Regions from separate parts of the Mus musculus genome. Here all the other regions are linked to region 2. The links are chromatin contacts, called in public promoter capture Hi-C maps. All regions are on one chromosome and are shown on one strand. The core of a region is the stretch at or near the end of the contact, and the rest is flanking DNA. Distances in the headings are between cores, read along the strand shown.

Region 1 (5,027 bases), core at 670-3,169, 410 kb before region 2:
TGATGAGTGAGTGTTGTGGATGGGACTGGTGCTGTTCATCTCCTAATGAATAAAGGAGCCAATCACTGGGCAAGTAGGCGGGACTTCTGGGTTGGATGGAGAAAGAGAGGAAGCATGAGAGAGTTAGGTGCCTTTGGAAAGCAGGCAGCATATAGGTAAGATGTAGCTGCTAGAGTTTCCTGGTATCATGGTGGATCCACAAGGATTCATCACTGGACCAATCAGATTTTAATAAGGCTTACAAGATTAGGTCTCAGTTGTTGTACCCGACATTAAGTTACCATTGTTTCTGAACTAAGTTTGTGTTTCATTTTCCTTCACACAGTGGCTTGTCTGAGTTCAAGAGAGTCAGGTATGGTGGCAAAGTGTGGTTTTGCCAGATGTGTACCACAAAGACCGTGGTGGATTTGAAGCATGGGGTTGGCATGCTAACGACTTGCCATTGGGAACTTAGAGAACTGGATGGAGAAATTGTGGAGTTCTGAGTCAGAGTCTCCATGAGATAAAAACAAGCGGGCCATTGCCGTCCAGCGTCTGCCAGTGCATGGCTGGCCAGGCCACCCGGGCAGAGGCACAAGTGTGGGGACACGCGGTTTCATTTTGTAATATTTCCCGCAACAGATGAGGACAAATCTGTCTAAGAAACTGATCCATAACAGCTTAGGTTTTTGTTTTGTACATTTGTTTGTACAATTCTGAGAAAGAACAACATAAAATGGTTTTTAAGATTACTGCTAAGTTAAACAGTTTTCTCATCAAGTCTTGCAATTTCTTTTATACCTAGTTGTATTGGCCTTAAAACTTAAAGTTATGTTCTAAGTTATAAGATTAGACAATTATGAGATAAAGTTAGTAGGACCACTCACCTGCTATCTCTATTAAACTCTTCTAAATATGCCTTATTCCCCAAATAGTGAGGCAGTACTTGGCTCACAGAGTTCCTGCAGAGATTAAATGAACTATGACATATACAGAGGAAAAGAACCATCTAGGGTAAATCTCTAATCTTTACCTTCAGTTGTGTACATTAAAATTACATGCTTCTTACATTCCACAGCATTAATTTTGTACTAGTCATTCAACTTTGGCCAGAATGATTTAATCATTCTTTTGTAAATAAAACCTACCACATTATCAACCAAGGTTTTGTCTCATTCTTATAAGACACACAAACTATTTTAATATGGAGAATTTGACATGGAAAACTTATTATATAGATTTGTGTAACTAAGAAAGCAAAACAAAGAATTCTAAAGTATGCAGGAACTCCAGGTATCAATGGACATCTCCCAGGCTAAAAGGGATTGTTTGAAGGTTCTCATTTCCCAGAAGTTCAGAGGAGGGCACCAGACACCAATAATTTAAATATTTATAGGAAAAAGTGACAGACATTGCAATATCCCCAAGGTTATAGTGACTCAATGAAAGGATGGCCATCAAAGAAAAAAATGAGGCATTCACATGAATGGTTCGTATAAGAACTAGGAGAAATAAATTTGGCATTTTGTTATAGAGCAGGCAATTAGGATGGCCCACTCTCCACCGTGAATGAGCTCCATCTAAGCAGCTGATGGCTTGACAAGAACAATGACTTGCCTTCTTCAAGAAGAAACTGTTTGATATTCAACCTGAAGTTCTTCTCTTTGCTCATAGCAAACTATTCTATTTTCATCAGCTTTTAAACATGCCAGCCTTTTAAATCTTGCAGCCAATTACCAAATAAAATAAAACAGTCTGGATATAGATATAGATAGATATGGTGTCATTTTCTCTAGAGAACCTTGAACAATTAATACCTGACTAATATTTACCTTATGATGTCACAGAGAGAAACCAGAAGTAAAGAGTGTATGTCTCCTAGGAAAAGGTAGTGGCTAGCTACCCACAGTACTTCCTGGGCACTGTAGAGCAGGAGCTGAAAACTCTAGGATCAGATGCTACCCTTGTGTTTGTGATAGCTTTGTGTGGGCAGATTCAGGCTGACTCTGAAAATATGTGAAGAAGCATAAGATATAAACCAGCTGCTCTTGAGTGATCAGGATGACTCTGACAGAAACAATTCTTCCAGCTTGATGAGCCAGTGAGTAATAGCAGAGTTTACTGGAAAACGGACTGCTCACAGGCATCCATGCTACTGGACATCCCCCTGACAACTAGTCAATAGCGATCCTTGGAGCAATTCCATCCCAGTCTCATTCAATCTCAACGATGGACAGGGTCTTAGGAGGAACTTTTAATGGTCTCATAAGAGTCTCATGAGCCTCCTGGACATGCTGTTTCCTTCCACGAGAGAACATTAAGACACCAGATCTTGCAAGATTCTCCAGTGAATCATCACGGCTGCTCTGCTTTTAAGAGAGCAATACTCATGTACCATTCAAAGGAGACAACAATACTATGGACTAGACATGATTCATCCTTAATCTTAAACAGCCATATCTATACACTTGAACTGCCAATCAAGCACAAACTGCTTCTTCTTGAATAACAAACTGTAAATATCATTAATATGTGTGAAATAATTCTTACTGTTTCCCTACAAATAAGGTTTGAAGTCTAGACTGTCTCCTGTCTGTCTCTAGTGACAGAAGCTCATGTGTCACTAACTCTACTATATGTTTACTATATCTCTATTACAGCTATGACTATACTGAAACACAGTTAAATATCAATATGAAGACTTAAGTAATAAGGGATCAATGAGGGGAAAACTTACAAAACACATGTACATATATCTGTACAGCTAGACACACACTGGACATATGCAAAGCTGGTGGGATTGTCATGGTGTCCTGTCTATTATAACAAATCACAGACGCCCTCTGATTTGAGCTGCTTGTGGGTAATCTATGTCTTCATTCCTAAAATAATCTGAATCCTTAATGGATAATACATATTTTAATTAGAGTCACAAAAAAGTCTATTAAATTTTGGCATTACAAACTAATCCTGGATTCTTCAACACATTCTCCTAGTTTACAGTCATGGTTGTGATCTACTTTGCTTCTACAAGTAAGATCAGTAATTCTACCAAGTGCAATAACATGTTTGTGTATTCAACCTCTGGAAAAGCATACAATAACTGGATGGCTGTCTCAAAACAGGAAGTAAGAAATTCCAACCACTTGTATCTAAATTTTTGGGCATAGATATACAAATGCTACAACAGGGTTATTCAGTGAACAATGTGATTTCTATTAATCTCTTCATCCCCAGGTTTGTACATCCATATATGAATTCATATATTCATAAATGGCTATGGAAAGTAATGATGTGCTAACCTGATCATTATTCATTACTAAAAGTCTTCTATTTGCCATGCAATATTAATGTCACTTTTATAGAATATAGTCTTTAACCTGCATGGTAATTAAGTTTCAATAGAAAATTACATCAGCCTATCAGATCACCTGCTTTAAAATGATGGAGTGAATGGATAAAACCAGATGATTCTGTGAGTAAGACTTTATTGGCACAATTCATTAGAGTGAAATGAATAGTTGATTCTGGGAAATGTGGTGTGAAAGAAAATGATGGTTTAGCATCCCCATAAATTATAATAGTAGAAGTATTAGGAGCATTGAGTACAAATGTGTATACCGAATACAGTCTATATATTTCAGTGAGAACAATAATTTTCTCTTTATTGGTAGATGTCCACTGACATGACTGGATGGTCCTAATTGATAAAGATGCCAATAGTAAGCTTTGTGTTCATTCTGGTAATGGAGGGATTACTCTTTTGTAGTGGTGGTAGCCAGATCAGCCTTGGGGAAAGTAATTACACACTATGGAGCCAAAATCCTAGCTTTTGTTCATGCCACTTTGTCCCTTTGTCCCTTTGGGGTTTAATAAATATGCATAGATGAGTGGTTTAAAAATGATCAATTTATTCCTTTAATGTAGAAGATATATCTAAAGTGAGAACAAACAGTAGCTGATGTGCTTAACTTTGTCTCACTGGATACTTCTTGTAAATGAAGCTAGTCATGTTTTCTTGTGGGTGGAGACATTATATCTTCATGTACACTTAGTGTGTTTTTGACTAGGGTTGGTACAGAGTAAGACAATATCTGAAGTGCATATGTCCCACCCCCCAAAGATCATACAAGTATAAACAGAGATGCCCAAAGATATAAAATTCTCCCTATATGTGATGCTCCTATAAACCTCACTAGTCTGAGTCCAATACTGGGCATAGTTGCAGAGTCAGCACAGGAAGGCAGCCTGTGGGACCTTTACATTTCAAATGCTATCCATAAGGTCCCCTAACCCCCTCCACACACACACACACTCCCCTACCCACCCATTCCCACTTCTTGGCCCTGGCAACATAGCATATTGATCCGTCAGTCCTGAGTAACATCCTATGGAAGCATATATTTGAAGAGAGAATCCAATGTAAAAGAAAAAAGTCATTAAGTTACAGGAACAGAATTTTGTGTTCCCCTGAATTTCTCTGTTAATCTCTGTACTGTGATAGCATTACAGCGGCAATTAGTTCAGGAAAGTATATTCCTAATGAATAGGATTACTGTTGAGATGGGGTAACATGGCATAGGTTGTTCCCCTCTCAGCCCTTTAGCAAGTGAGGAAACAGCTACAGGTAACCATCTGCCTGTGAGGATGAGGCCTCCTCAGAAGTCAGGTCTGTTGGTTCCTTAACCCCGGGTATCCAGCCTAGGAAACAGTGAGAAATCATTGTCTGTTGCTCAACCCACCCACTCCATTGGATTCTGTTATAGACTCTGGATCAAAGACAAAGAATCCAGGCTGTTTACACAAGTTGTTTATGACTTCTGTTCTAAGTTCCTATAAATATCTCTAAATGCACTCATTGAAAACAAGAGAAATACCTCATTACACATAAATACAGCTGGCTTTGTCTGTTAGATATGAATGCACTTGGGTAGGCTACTTATACACATGTGCACCATGCATTTGTTCCCTCCTATGGGGTCTCTAAGGCCTTCTAGGAAATACATTGCATGCAACATCAAAGGTTGAAACATGCCCTCCATTCACGA
Region 2 (4,609 bases), core at 2,102-4,601:
TCCATATCAAACAATACCCACAACAACAAGAGTAATGTTTTGTGATCCATAAGCATCCTTCAGGAGGAAAAGCCATAAGATGTATTCATGGAAAGGACACAAAATAACCTTCTGATTGGGTTCAAAATATAGCATTGCCTGAAGGAACATGAAGGAAATTTCAAATCATGGAGATGCTAAAATATCTGTTAAATCAACAAACTAGAAAAATGAAAGCAACGGGCCATTAACTAATATGAACTCCATGCTGTACAGCATCTCTTCTTGGAAACTTTCCAGCATTCTGACATACTATCTGTGATAAGGAGAGAAGACCCACATTGAACACAGGTAGCACCATCCCATCAGCTCAGGGCCCAGACTGAATAAAAGGGAAAAGAGATCTAAGTGGATGAGCACAAGCATTCCTCTTACTCCACTTCCTGTCAGCTTGATGAACCAGCCACATTCCTACTGTCCAGCTGTGAGTCGCTCGAACACCATGCCTCCTCCACCAGGATGGCCTGCACTCCTTCTAACTGTGAGCCAGAATGAACCTCTACTCACTTAAGTGCCTGTTTGATCCAAGTGAGGGAAGAGTAACTCCCACTGTTCTTCCCCATGATGACAGTGTCCCATCTGCACATCACTAGAGTCTGCTCTTGGCAACACGCTATGGCTTTGACTAACTGTATTCGTATTTTCTAGTGTAGAGTTCTTCTATAGTGAAACAACTAAAGTATTTGTGGCATATCTTAAAGAAGATTAGGGAAACAAACTCTAATTCAGGAACACCATTTTATCTTCAGCTTTTCAAAAAATAATATTGTACATCCTATCAAATATGTACTATTCATTTATGGGACACGTCTTTTGTGAAGACTTTCCTTACATATTACAGATACAGTCATAATAAAATGAGAAAACATTTTTAGCTTGAGGGTAGGTGGTAAAGCATTTTTAATTAAATTATTTTAGATGTGAAAAACAACTTTTGCTTTACATTTTTATTAACGTGGAAATGGATAAATATCATTTTTAAAGGCAATATCATTTATGTGAACTGAATCAAGTGTTGCAAAATGTTCTGCTTGTCATTGCCAGCTGAATGGGGGTGCACATATGTATGTGTATATGCATTTGTGTATGTGTGTGTGCACGTGCACACTTTAGGTCTATGCATATGCTTAAAGATAATCTGCTATCATACTATCAGATAGAAATAGTCAACATGAGCAACAGGTATTCAGAAACCTTATCATAGAATTGAGTGTGCTCTGCAACAAAGACACAGAAAACAAAGGTGGGAAAGGAAACCTTTAGAGGAACAGAGCCTTTTGTGACAAGAAGTCAAGACACAAATAATGCAATAAGCATTCTTTTTGTTTTTATTATCACAGAAAATAAAATGTTATGCTGATCTCAGCAGTCCTGGATAAAGGCAAGCTCTCTGGTCAAATTATCTGTCTCTGCACATAGCTTCACGTAATCAAACACTTTGTGTGCTTCTCAGAGGAGACGAACATGTAAAACCCAGAAAGAGCTCCCCTCAAATCAAAGTAACGCGCTGTGATAGCCTTCCTAGTTCTGTGACTCATATCTATAAATATGAGTCCTAGTAGCTCAGATCTCCCTACACTCCCAGTACATTCATTATTCCAATCATCCCCTATCATCTTTGCCTAGAAAAAAAAAACAAACAAACAAAACACAACACAAACTATTAGAAGGGGAAATCATAGAGGAAGAAAATATATTTTGATTCTCTGTCTTATAAGACCTTCATTAAGACCAGCTATCTTTAAAGAATACACAATAATCTAAAGGAAAACACTAAGCCTTTACAGACAAAACAGAATGATATTTGAATTGTAACTGGTCTTACCTTATTCTTGTATCCTGTCATTATCTTAAGGTCACTCACACCAAAATTTTATACCTAGAATCTTCTTAATGATAAGTGATTTTTCCACTTATCCAAGAATATGTATTAGCTATTGAAATTTATTTAATCTGTCCAACAACAGAGCTTTGAAACTCCTTCTTTTGCAAGTGTACCCAAAGTATCAAGATTTTATTGGTTTTCATATTCATCACAAGGTGGTTAGTGGGAGGCTGACAGAAAAAAAACACACGTGTTCATATGAATATCACCATTTTCTTGCGATATGAAAATTGGACTCTTCCCAAACAGCAGAAAATCATAGATAAAGCATGTGTCCCCAGGGCAAGAAGCCAGCGAGCTTGGGTATTGGTATGTTGACGCACAGGGTGCTACTCTCAACTAAGGCACTTGAGCAGTTTCTGAATTGCTTCAAGTCCACAAGGTGCACCACGGTAAAGATAGTGATGTATAACCTATTTATCCAGCAAATCTTTTCCATAGTAACAAAAGAAAGTGCCACGAAAACCTGGAGCTTTTAAAATTCTCACTGGACATAGCTCGGCTTCCATTCACTCTCCACAACAATACCCCAAAGAAGCGCATCAGAAAGGACAAAAGATCTACAGAGCCATTCTCTGTTAAGTTTCCTGTTTCCCTTTGCACCACTTGGTATAAAACTTGGGCATCTCTCTGTATTCGCCATCTACTTCACTTCCTTGTGCGCCAGAAGCCAGTTCCACACCTGGATAACTGCGACACTCACCATGTGAGCGCAGGACCCTTCCAGAGTCTAAAGTCCCAGCTCTCCACTTCCTTCAGCAGGAAAACAGTGACATCTCTCACCCAGCAGCGCTGGGCTGGGGAACCAGTACTAAACCCAACAGTTGCTGAGAGTCTGATTCAGGTTTGAGCGCATCCGCTTTAAACACAAGACAAAGGCTGCACTTGGTCTTTCCTGGTGCGCGCCCTTCCCTGGGTAACTGGTACTCTCTTTCTCTCTCCAATCCACCCTAAAGGAAGTCACTGAAAGGAATTGCTTTCAGAGGGGTGCGGCTGCGGGTGTAAACAGCGCTGACTTGTAATCCACCAAAGGGGAGCTACCAGGACAGCACCCCGCTGGGGAAGCCTAGCAGAGAAGCCTGCTTCTAGCGGCTTGGGTACCAATTTAAGCAGGGAATCGGGACCTCCTGTGCTGAACCCACCTGGGCAAAGTCACCTGCCGCCTGGGCTCCAAGCTACTGTTGTGCCAGGTCTTGTGCTCTGGAGCACGGACAAGCCTCCCAGGACCACAAGCCAAAGAGGACTCTGCCCAAGGCTGATCAAATGGTCTTTACAATCACTCACCGGGGAGGGTAAAGTAGCTCAGGCCGGCAGGCTGCGCGCAGCCGGCATCCCAGGGCAGTGGCATCCTCCCATCCTTTGTCAGTGGCTGGCGGTGCACTCCTCAGCTCACAAACGTGCAGCCCGGTGGCAGGCAGCCTGGCTCTGGCTCGGCTCCCCAGCCCTCTTTCCTCCTCTGAGCCTCCTCCCCTTCTCTGTCCCCCTCCACCAGCGGCACTCACTGGGCTCCCATGATGTCATCCAGTGGAAATCTGCCATGCTCAAAAACTGGAATAATCCAGCACTCACATGGGGAAAAGCAGAGCAGGAAGAAGACACAACGGAGTCTTTACTTATTCCTAGAACCTAACAAGAACCTGTTTAGCTGGAGTCAAGGACAGGACAGAGTAGAGACTTCAGAAAAGGGAAGAGTGGGATGCACATGGTGGAGGCAGAGCCTAGATAAAACAGTATTTTCTGTTCTGGTGACTTTTAAATCAATATCTAAATTAGTGGTGAAAGGTAAGGGTAAGGAGAAAGTTTTCTTGTCGTTTTTGTTGCTGATATCCTTCTCTTGGCTTCTCGGGAGCTGAGGTTCTGTGATGATCCCTGTGCTACAGGCAAGAGAATGAAGACAACCTCCTGGAACACTGGAGCCTGGTCTTAGCAGAAAGTTCCTCCTGTCAGTTCCTGCCTTGGTGATGCGCAGCAAAAGTTAAGAGGTGATGAAGGGTGGATGATCTAAGACAGGAACACTGGAAGACCACTCCTCTGGGATTGGAAGGCACCAGCAGAATTTCGGGCTACCTTGGTAATACTCCCCTTCCATGCAATCACCAAAGACTAGAAGGTACTCTAGGGACTAGGGAACATCCTAGGGCAGCCTCTCTTGGCTTCCCCAAGGGTTGCCATCTAGGAGGGACACAAGTCACATAGTGTTTAACAAAGGTGTGATGTTGTTGTTTAATGTTCTTTATAACATTCGTAGGAGTTATATTACGGGCATCAAATTGGCCAAGTAGCCTTAATACTTTCAAAGCTCCATCAGTATTAATATACAAGCACAACCTACAATCTGAGCCATATGCTTACGTGAATCTAGAACACACATGTATCAGAAACTCTTGCTGTTAAATATCAGACCCCTTGGTGCTAGAGAGATGCTGGGTGGTTAAGAGCACTGACTGCTCTTGTGTGGGTTCTGGGTTCAGATTCCTAGTAACCACATTGGGAGGCTTACTGTCCTTCACCACACCAGTTCCCAGGGATACAATGCCCTCTCTTGGAATCTGTAGGCACCTGCACATTTGATTCATAAATAAGCATTCAGATGCACACACATATGTAAAATTAATAACTCCCAATAAAACAAAAAAATGCAAGACTCTAACATCTGAGTTTTTTTTTTTCCTCAGCTATCTATGC
Region 3 (4,420 bases), core at 1,755-4,254, 410 kb after region 2:
TATTGCTGTGGGCACATAACATAAACGACCAGCAATTGATTAAGGTAGCTTCCTCTACTATCTGAAAAACTATTCATCCCTCACCAGTTAATTTGCATCCCCCTTGAGAACATCCAACAAAGACTTAAGTCCTCCTGTGGTGAGCTTAAGGTGAGGTCTTACTCAATTTATGTCTCCTAAAAGCTTTTGAAAATTTGAAGTAAATCATGTTTTCTTTCTTGAATTTTTTGTGTCACAGTTTTTCTAGGATCTAGCTGAAACCCCAAATATTAAAAGAGATATTGCCTCTGAATCTTTTCTGGAGCAACAACTACTCCAAAAGTTTAAAGCTCGTTATATAAGAGCAAAGGTTTGTAGTAAAATTCCCCTTCAGAGGGGTTAGCTAATAAAATATCCATGTAATGAATAATACACTCTGAAAGATTCAAAGTCCTAATTTCTTGTATTTACATAATGTAAGGCTATTAGCCATTCCTAGAGGCGAAACTTTCCAATGATTACAAGCTCACTAGAAGCAAACTCTTTACAATTATCAGGATCCAAAGGGAAAAAAAAAAACAACTCTCCAAATCCACAATAATTCTATATGAAGTACACAGGTCAGATTGTAATGCCTCTACAAGTTTCACAGCCTCATTAACCTTTCATAAATCTTAAGTTTGAACTTTATTTTGAACAACACCTGGATAGATCAGTAATAACACTGTTTTGAGTTAAAAATAATTCCCTGGAGGTGAGGTGAGGGCCCAAAAACTTCCATAGGCAGGGTTTGCAAGACAAAAGCAGTGCCACACAAACCCATCTGAGACTGCTCTGAGCTCTGCATTAACTCAAATACAAATATTTCTTAATCTGAGTCTATTACCCAATGATTACTCCTCGTGCAGTGAACACGGGTTCCCGGGGTGCAATTCTACTGTCTGTCTATGCCTCTAATTTTTGGACAGTCCTTCCTAAAATGATTTATGTTACCTTGGCACTGTGAAAGTATTGCTTGTACTGTATTCCCCTGCAAAGCATCAGCCATAGCTAAACCATGATTATGAGGGTGCAATTTCTACACAAAGACAAATATATCCAGATAAGTCTGTCTTTGCTTTCTATAACCGTATGGCCAAAGTGAGCTGCATTAGTGTTCTCATAAGACAATTGCGTAACAAAAGGAACCCCTACTTGAGGGTCTCCAAAAATTCTACTAGCTGTTTTTAGAAGTCTATCCACAAATTCCTTGAAACAGTTCATCAGGAGCCTGTTTGATACCAAGTAAATTCTCACTGAGATCTCCATTCCAATCTTGGGGGGTTAAATTTTGCTTCTACCTGTATCCAATAAAGCTTGTGTAAAAGGGACAGGGGGCCCATACTGACTACAGTAGTTTTTAACTTTTATTACTCTTGCAATCATCCTAATTACAAAATATGGGTGAGTTAAGAATCCTGAGCTTGCGATCAAACTGCAAACTGCAGCCAGTAGTACACTGGCAGTTTTAACCATGATTTTTAAGTTTCTTTTGCAATATTAGAGCAAAACTTTCAAAAGCAAAACACAATTTTAAACAATCCATTCTCTTTAAAATCAATACCAAAAGCATTACTTTCATGTTACAAAGTTTGGCTGCCAGTTCTTATATATGAATGCATGACAATGCAACCTTTAATACTTCATTAAAGAGACTTTGTTTTAAATCTCATCCCTTATAAGTCTAATTTCTAGGATAAGAATTACATAAAATGTTATCCCAATTTAGAAGTATCTTTAGTGTCCTGGTTTCCTGGACTGGTTCATGCCATGTGTTGTTGTTTAAAATGACTCCAAACCTGAGTTACCAGTTTTAAGCTAACTTTCTTGTTACCAATGTTACAAATTTTTAATCATACACAATAACTTATAAGCCAATACTGTATGGTCTAGACATGCACAGCATATTTATACCTTTAAGACCAGTCAGAAACAAAATGAAGCGGCTACATAAATCTTATAAATTTAGACCAATCGAAGAATTTTTACTTTTTCTAGCTATAATTTCAAGAGAGAAAGCACTTTGTCATTTGCTGAACCAAATAATCACAATTGCAGAGATTTTTCTAGGAAAAAACAACTATCAGCTTATTTGCTTTAGAACTTGAAAAGCAGCTGCCCCCCTTTAAAAGCAGCTTTTCAGCAGGGCCTCTCCTGCTGTGCTTGACTCCTGGCTAAGGGTGCAGGGCAACTAAAACCAGCCTCTGCTGTGCAAACTGAGACTGAATCAAGAGATGGAGAGCCAGCAGATAAAGTTTTAGCCATTTTTTTCTTTTCAACATAAAACAGAACAACAGTCATTCAGAAAACAAAACAAAAACAGACACAGATTGACAAGTGGACAGATTGGTGCACCAAAGACAGACAATACAGAGAGGTAAGAGAACTTGATGTAACCAGAACTAAGGATGTCTCCTGTAGGGGCCAGAGAAGACACAGGATGTTTCCTGATTTCCTTCTGTCCCTAGGAGAGCTCCAAAATCCATTTTCCCTCTCTCTCTCTCTCTCTCTCTCTCTCTCTCTCTCTCTCTCTCTCTCTCTCTCTCTCTCTCTCTGTCTCTCTCTCTCTCTGTGTCTCTCTCTCTCTGTGTCTCTCTCTCTCTGTGTCTCTCTCTCTCATGTTATTTGTATATCTAGCATCCTCTTGCTGTTGTTTGTTTGTTTGTTTTTACTATTTTATTTTATTTTATTTTGTTTTATTTTATTTTATACCCTACTCCTCACACCTGAAGCACCTCTTGGAGGCTGTGGACAATTGCCTATATAAAATTCCCCATCCCAATGCACTGCCACCCCTAGCTGATATCAGCATTGGGCCAATGTTGACCTAGTCTAGCCTGTATCATTTTGCACCCTTGCAATCAACAGCCTTAAAAAGACGAAATTTATAGTGCTAACACTAATACTATATGTTGCTTACCACCATGCAGGATATATAACTTCTACCGTTTTCTATGCAGGTCCGTCGAAGACAGTGTCCTTCAGTTGGTGTCCCAGTGTTCAGGCCCCTTGTTTGGGTGCCACCTGTAATGATCCAGCAGCAATGGAGGACTGGGTATACCTAGAAGAAGAGCTGGAAATAGAATTAGGATGAGCAGATGAGAGAAATAACGAGCCAAGACAAAGTTCTCTGATAAAGGCTCAAATTTTAATGTCTAACTCTGAATATACATGAGAAAACCCAAGGACCCATCCCTTTGTTTCAGCTGGATTGAGCTGCAAAGTAAACTCAGTAGGCAGTCAGCTCCTCAAGGGTCGGGCAGGAAGATGCAAATGTAGCAAAGCCAGGTGCCTGGCTCCAGCTCTGAGATTTGTTTGACCAACTAAAGGTTGGGGGAAGGGCACAGACAAACTATTTGCATTCTGCACAGATTTATTGCAAGATTCAAACAAACAAACAAACAAACAACAACAACAAAATAATCACACCACCAGTAAAATTAGTCACAAAAGTGTGAAAATTACCCTTTTTATTTGAGATGTGGGATGTAAGATGTGGATGCAGATAGAAAATACCCGGATCAACAATGAAACAATGAAAATATGTATTTCTTAACATTCTATGTTAATGGGCAACATTTTATTATAATAACTACTCTTTCTTTTGCATTGGGGTCTCATGTAGCCCAGTCTAACAACCAAGAACAACCTTGAGCTTCGTGTCTTCTCTCTCCACTTCCCCAGAAAGGCAGCGTCAAAATTAAAAATGAGGCTCAGAGGTGCTACCTAACTACGACACTAAGCACAGTTCTAACACTGCTAGAGACTTTTTTAAAAATCTAATTGTGGGGAAATTCTGCTAATTAAAGTTGAAGTCTACAAATGACAGGATAGCCTTCTGGGCCTCAGCGTGTAATGGAGGACTTCCTTCATTAGCAGGGTTTCTCCTTCTCTGACCTTGCCCAGGAAGTTCTAAGTCCCTACATTCACCTCTACTTGAAAAATGTCATGTAGCCTCAATTAGCTTATAGGACCAATATCTTTTCTCCTGACAAAACCTGTTCAGCTAGCACCTAAGATTCCTGAAATGTTTCTCCATACTAATGAGACATTCAAGGTACTCTAAGCCCCCAGCCAATGACATTTGCTCATACTGGGTGTCCCTACCTTCAGTCCTCAAAAACTTCATAAGCCTTTAATCACTCCAAGTAAAGTTGATCTGCCTACTGACTGTGGGACTTAGTGTGGTTTTTTTACTGTACATATTCACAGGGCTTCCAAATCCCCAATTTGATGTCTCTGCTCCCACTACCCTCATGGTTTGAGTCATCTAATGAGCCATGAGAGTGGGTAATGTAATCACTTTTATTGTAATAGCATACCAGCCCATTGCATAGTAGTTTGCATTTTAACTCAGTATTTAGAATTATTTCAGACTGTATTTTGTTACCCAAAGTCAGAG

What was found. Promoter capture Hi-C pulls out the DNA fragments that hold promoters and counts their contacts.
Region 1: a contact with region 2 is called in a promoter capture Hi-C map of hippocampal neurons, with 3 times the contacts expected there. The contact joins the enhancer-like site here to the promoter of Marchf1 in region 2. A contact is called at or near these places in 2 of 39 promoter capture datasets (hippocampal neurons and pre-B cells), 1 of 484 Hi-C or Micro-C datasets (cortical neurons) and 2 of 9 other capture datasets (embryonic stem cells and liver).
Region 3: a promoter capture Hi-C map of embryonic stem cells shows a contact between it and region 2, with 2.2 times the contacts expected there. The contact joins the enhancer-like site here to the promoter of Marchf1 in region 2. A contact is called at or near these places in 1 of 39 promoter capture datasets (embryonic stem cells), 1 of 484 Hi-C or Micro-C datasets (cerebral cortex), 2 of 115 datasets of contacts at active chromatin or transcription factors (forebrain and neural progenitor cells) and 1 of 9 other capture datasets (embryonic stem cells).

What each region holds. Positions count from the first base shown.
Region 1 is chr8:66,019,968-66,024,994 of GRCm38.p6, reverse strand. The region is part of intron 3 of Marchf1 (membrane associated ring-CH-type finger 1); the gene reads right to left. Among named protein-coding and RNA genes, the nearest start is that of Gm24205, 20 kb to the right of the region's middle. Within about 2 kb of position 1,919, at least 8 of the 459 cell types and tissues checked have an H3K27ac peak or open chromatin away from gene starts, as enhancers often do. A contact at or near this core is called in hippocampal neurons, where this site is marked.
Region 2 is chr8:65,616,782-65,621,390 of GRCm38.p6, reverse strand. It overlaps Marchf1 (membrane associated ring-CH-type finger 1), which reads right to left and starts at 3,351. Exons shown (of 9, transcript NM_001293784.1): 1 at 3,209-3,351.
Region 3 is chr8:65,207,830-65,212,249 of GRCm38.p6, reverse strand. No RefSeq gene overlaps it. Among named protein-coding and RNA genes, the nearest start is that of Smim31, 80 kb to the right of the region's middle. Within about 2 kb of position 3,004, at least 6 of the 459 cell types and tissues checked have an H3K27ac peak or open chromatin away from gene starts, as enhancers often do. A contact at or near this core is called in embryonic stem cells, where this site is marked.